2 separate regions of the Mus musculus genome follow, and region 2 is linked to region 1. Evidence: chromatin contacts called from public HiChIP or PLAC-seq data. All regions are on one chromosome and are shown on one strand. Each heading gives the region's core, a stretch centred on a gene start, on an enhancer-like site or on the middle of the called end of the contact. The rest is flanking DNA. Distances are from core to core; before and after follow the strand shown.

Evidence for each region. HiChIP or PLAC-seq counts read pairs in DNA pulled down with a chosen protein or histone mark.
Region 2: a contact with region 1 is called in a GR HiChIP or PLAC-seq map of the 3134 cell line, with 10 times the contacts expected there. The contact joins two enhancer-like sites. A contact is called at or near these places in 3 of 484 Hi-C or Micro-C datasets (the C2C12 cell line, bone marrow-derived macrophages and embryonic fibroblasts) and 5 of 115 datasets of contacts at active chromatin or transcription factors (the 3134 cell line, embryonic fibroblasts, fibro-adipogenic progenitors and 2 more).

Annotation. Positions count from the first base shown.
Region 1 is chr2:125,923,518-125,926,217 of GRCm38.p6, forward strand. All of the region lies in intron 5 of Galk2 (galactokinase 2), which reads left to right. Among named protein-coding and RNA genes, the nearest start is that of Galk2, 59 kb to the left of the region's middle. Within about 2 kb of position 1,289, at least 13 of the 459 cell types and tissues checked have an H3K27ac peak or open chromatin away from gene starts, as enhancers often do.
Region 2 is chr2:126,301,221-126,303,920 of GRCm38.p6, forward strand. No RefSeq gene overlaps it. Among named protein-coding and RNA genes, the nearest start is that of Dtwd1, 150 kb to the left of the region's middle. Within about 2 kb of position 1,316, at least 49 of the 459 cell types and tissues checked have an H3K27ac peak or open chromatin away from gene starts, as enhancers often do.

The DNA.
Region 1 (2,700 bases), core at 39-2,538:
ATTTACTAGTGGGCGACCTTGGCAGTTTACTTGGCCTCCACATGATTCATTTTTTTCATTAGAAAGTCTGTTTAGCAATAAAGCCCTTTCTCATGGACTTGCTATTAGTGCCCGGAAAGTGTTTAAACACGCAAGGGTTGTCCTATGTGTTGTCTATGGATGGAGGAAGCCACGGTAGCCTATCAGCCTCACTTGGAGGTCATCCTGCTTTGTAGGAGGGATGTCTTTGTGACTCTTTCTAGAGTTGGATGTTGGGAAGGAAGGCCTGCAAGCTCCTCACTGTGCAGTCCATTGAGAGATTTTTCTACCTTTAAAAAATTAATTACTCCCCTTTTTGTTTTATTTTGTTTTTTTTTTTAAATTTGTTTCTTTTGATTTTCATTTGTTTTTGTTTAGCTTCGTTTGAGAGAGCATGTGAATGTGAATTTCAGTGTGGGGCAGGTGGCAAGGCTCTGGGGGGACAAGGAGGCCTGGATCTGACTCACGAGCACACATCACAATGCCAGTTCACTTAATGGACTCAGCAGTTCTAGTTACATAATGTGAATGTATGTATAAAAAGAGGCTGCAGATTTGAGGGTGCAAGTTTCATGAGAGGGGCTGGAGGCAGGAAAAGGAGGACAGGAAGTAAAGTCATTGTTTTTTACTTAACATGCTTATTTATTTTATTTTATTTTATTTTTTTTTGCTGTGAACCTGATATCTTTTTTGTTAAAAAAAAAAACCCTCACATACTTTGATTATGTTTTCTCTTCCCACAACTTCTCCAAGAGCCATTAAAATTTTCACCTCATCCAGATATGTCAGGGTTAGCTTAGAAAATATGAATAAAGAACAATTTCTTTACCAGAACAAATTGAGCTAAGATTACCCTTGGGCCTGAAAGCGACTTTGTTAGAGATGGGCATGACCTTCCTTCCTGTCCCTCTGAATGTCCCAAGTCTTAGTAGAAGCAGGGTACATGCTGGAGCTTCACTCCTCTGGAGCCTCCTCCGGGGAACCTTCTTAGTAGACTGCAGGGTGAAGACGGCACAGAGCTGATTTGGAGGGAAAATAGAAGCTGTCTAGCACAATAGAGTTCTGTGTTCTTTTGAAGACCTACAGATAAGATCAGTGTTTTGGCTCCTGGAGGGCAGACGCTGGCTTTGTCCTTTACCCACAGGTTAGCAAAGCTTCTACAGTCCAGTTGTCTTCTTTAAGGATGAGTGAGAAAAGTCAAGCCACAAGAGACTGGCTGGGGAGAACCTGGTTCCTGGAGTGCATAGGCATAGGATCAGAGGACCATGTGGAGGGAGGAAGCAGGAGCCCTAGTAGGCTCAAGCTTTGTTGGCTTTGCTTGAGAGTTCTCAGACTCTGTGTTTGTGTTCAAGGGTTTAGAGAAACTGGGAAAGTTCAGATGGCCCAGTGTGGTAGAACTGTGAGCTTGCCCTTTCCTGCACACAACTGGGTTCCTGAGTTATTCAGACTGTCCTGTGAGTACCTCCAGGATGCTCATTTCCCTGTACACATCTGTTAACATGCTTTTTGACAGCTTCTTAGTTTTGTGTACTCTTTCAAAATCATGTACAATTTCAGAAATTAGAAGCACCAATTCAGTGCCTTTCTGAGTTGCTCTGGATGATGGAATTTTTGAAAGATGTGCAATGATTCCGTTTCCAGTATCTTAAAGGATGGAAAAGCACCTTGGCAGACAGACCCACATGACCCTGAGTGTCCAGGATGACTCAGGTTCTTGGCAACCCTCCAGGAACGACCCCTTGAGATCAGGTTATAGTTTCCGGCTTGGGCTATGGGCTTAACTAATTTTGTTTACTGTGTGACTTATGCAAATGTTTTCCTTAAGTCAGATTTAGGTTTCTTTTAGCCTTTGTTTCTAGTTTCTTTATATCTCTTACTCATTTTGCTTCCCCCTCACCCCACCACTTAGTGCTAAGGGCTCAGAGCTAGGGCCACTGAGGAAGCCAGCTAGTGGGTAGGCCTGCTGTTGAATTTTCCAGGTAGGCATGTTTTGTTTATTGGGTAGGAACTCCTGTCTGCAGGTGGACAGAGATCCTTTTAATGGGGCCCTACTTTTCTGTTCACCTAATGGTTCCTTACTGTTTATTACTGAATCAGCCCATTTAGAGACTTTCAGAATCTTTAACGTTCTGTCTTGCTGTGAACATCTTTAAAACATCCTGTATTTGACTCTAGCTTGAGCCATCATGTTCTGTAAATCAAACGATTATTTATTCATTTGTGAAAATAACAACATCAACACTTGTCAACACTTATATACTACATTAGAGTCCTCATGCTCTTACTTGTGATATTTTAAGTTAAGTTTTAGGGTTGTCACAGTAGTTCTGTGGCTTGGAGGGCATTGCTTTCCTCTTCAGTCTGGATAGGAGGTGATATAACATGGTAATTAAGAATATAGATGGTGGGGGTTAGAGAGATGGTTCAGCACTTAAAAACACTGGCTGATCTTCCAGAGGACCTGGGTTCAAATCCCAGCAACCATATGACAGCTTACAACTGTCTGTAATTCTAGTTCCTGAGGATATGCCACCCTCATACAGACACATAGGCAGGTAAAGCATCAATGCATAAAAAAAAAAATAAATCTAAAAGAAAAAAGGAATATGGATGGTAGAATTATATAATTGAATTTGCATTTTAGCTTTAATAACTTCCAGTATGCTATTACCCAACAAATGA
Region 2 (2,700 bases), core at 66-2,565, 380 kb after region 1:
ATGTAAGAACCTGGAGGAAGAAGCAGATGCAGAGATAATGGAAGAGTGCTGCTTACTGGCTTGCTCCTCATGGCTTGCCAAGTTTGCTTTCTTATAACACGCAGGATCCCCAGCCCAGGGGTGGCCTCATACACAATGGGCTGGGTCCTTTCACATCAATCACTAATTAAGAAAATGCCTTACAAATGTTGCTCAGACTTGCCAACAGCCCAATCTTGCAAAGAGGCATTTTCTCAATTGAGGCTCCCTCTTCTCGGTTGACTCTAGCTTGTGTAAAGTTGACATAATACTAGCCAGTACAGATGTGCTGTGGCACAGCTAGGAGAGAAGAAAGAGCTCATAAAATAGGAGACAAAAGTCCCACAAAATTCATAACAGATGACAAAGCCGAGGAGACTAAGGACATGGTGTTGTTCTCCTTGGGAGTGATTCAGCCATCTTGATCATTTTATATGGAAATGACAGAAGATAGAAGACACATGTGACTCAAGCCTTCTACTCCTTTCTGGCACTCAGTGAACAACCTGAGAAGAGGTCACCCGCCATACAGGAGCTCTTAATCCAGAGAGTACTCTAGAATTTTCCCCAGAAGCCACCACCCTGTGAACTCAAATGGGACTACACAGCATAATCTCTTTCCTCTCCCCTCTAAATTTAGGGTGCAGCCAAGTAGTGGAAATGGGCCCAGAAGAATAGCTCCTGGAAGTCTAGGAAGCCGAAGCAGAAGAGGCACTCTATGAACTTCTCAATGGAGGCCTCTACTCAAGAGTGAGTGTACTTGGACATCCTCAGAGATGCTTGGAGATCTCTTCTTAAATGTACTGCTGAATATTCAGGATTCCAACTAGTCTCAGGCAACAGAGGAACTCTTCAAATGCAGGCTTATCAGATTCTGGGCTCAGATGCAGCCATCTTTGAGATGAAAACATGTGGAATGTGAAGGCATATACAGGTGATCACCAACAAAAGTGGCCACCTTTTGTTAACTCTGTTCCTGGCACATTGCCATGATAGTCTAACTTTGTTACCTTGATCAGTCTACAAACAGAATCCTTTAGAAAGGTACCATTGTCTCTTTTGCAGGTTGTAGTTGCCTGCAGCCACACTAACTGGGTTCCTGAGTGGGAGGCAGGAGCTGTATGGGAGAAAACGGTGAGAGAAATAATGGAGGCCAAGACATATTTCTGTTCAAGGCCCCAAGTTTACTAAGAGTCTGTACTTATAAAGACAGGAGGCTCATCCTCTGACAATCCGTTCTTGATGCCTGTTACCAGCCTGTAGGCCATCTGCCGGATGTTGTCTCAGACCTGCTGTTTCTGGAATATCTCAAGGGCCTCTCAGCAGGTACCAGTGTCTTGGAGAAGAGCAGCAGCAGATGACAGAACAATAGAGCCATCTAGGTCGGAAGGCTTTACCCCAGGTGGTCTCATTCTCAGTGGCAGCAAGGTCAAAGTCAGTCTACTCCAGGCTGGGGGAGGCTACAGCAGGTAGAAGAATCAAGACCCAAAATGAGTGAGAAATCTTCCCAAGAAACTTGTAAGAAGAAGTGGAGTTTTCACTCTGTTGGGTCACTTTCTGGGACCAGTAGTTTTATTCCATCATTCCTCCAAGAAGGCTTTTGTGATTTCCCCATTTGTTAGGCATATATCAGATCTGGTGGCACTTACATTACAGGCTTTAAATATTATGTAATAATTACTTAAGATGCCCTATGACAGTATAGCAACACTATAGCTGGTACATAGTAGCCAGTTGATGCTTACAGAGTGAAGAATGTACACCAAAAGCATTTGTCTAGAGTTATAAGTCATGAGCTGATTTCAGAGAAAATTAGCAACCATGCACAAGAGCCAAACTGAAACTCTCCCCCTGCCTTCCCTCTGGCCCTAGAGAGGAAGGGTATTTGTCTTGGAGACTTGTACCCAGCCTCTTCAAATACCAGAGGTGAATAAAGGCCCCTAGAATCCAGGACATTTACCTCCTCCAGTTAACCACATCAGAACATTCTGGTCTAATCAGAGCCTATGATTCTAGCTATGTTTCAAACATCTTTCCCCACAGACTGGGAGCCAAGGGAATGACTTAGCATGACTCACTAGGAGTCAAGGGAAAGTGAGTGCTGCTGTGGTTTCTCCTCTTGGTTGAAAGGTCAGCTGGTCCCGGGATGGGCACCCCATGGGGTCTGAATTGCCAGGATGACATCTTTTCTCTCCTCATTTATCCTCATAGCTCTCCCTTCTTTACCCCTCGGAACTGAATGACACCTCAGGGGACTTATGTCTGAATCATACCAGGAGGTCAAGAGTGAGGAAATAAGAGATTTGGACAGACATCCTTCCCTCAGCTAAGTGAATAATAGTCCTAGTAGTCATAATAACCAGCAGTCATTGACGTGTGTGGTATGCCAGCCACTGCACTAGGAGCTGTAATGCATAGCAAATGTGAACTCTCTCCTCTGTTGGGTACCAACCATGATTCTCACAAGCAGGATTCTCACAAGCACCACCTCTTTAATACTCACAACAATCCCATGATGTGGGTCCAATTATTATTACCATTTTACAAAATGGGCATAACTACACACACACACACACACACACACACACACACACACAGAGAGAGAGAGAGAGAGAGAGAGAGAGAGAGAGAGAGGCAGAGGGAGAATAACTTTATTAACTTGCTTAAGGCAAGCAGAGCTAG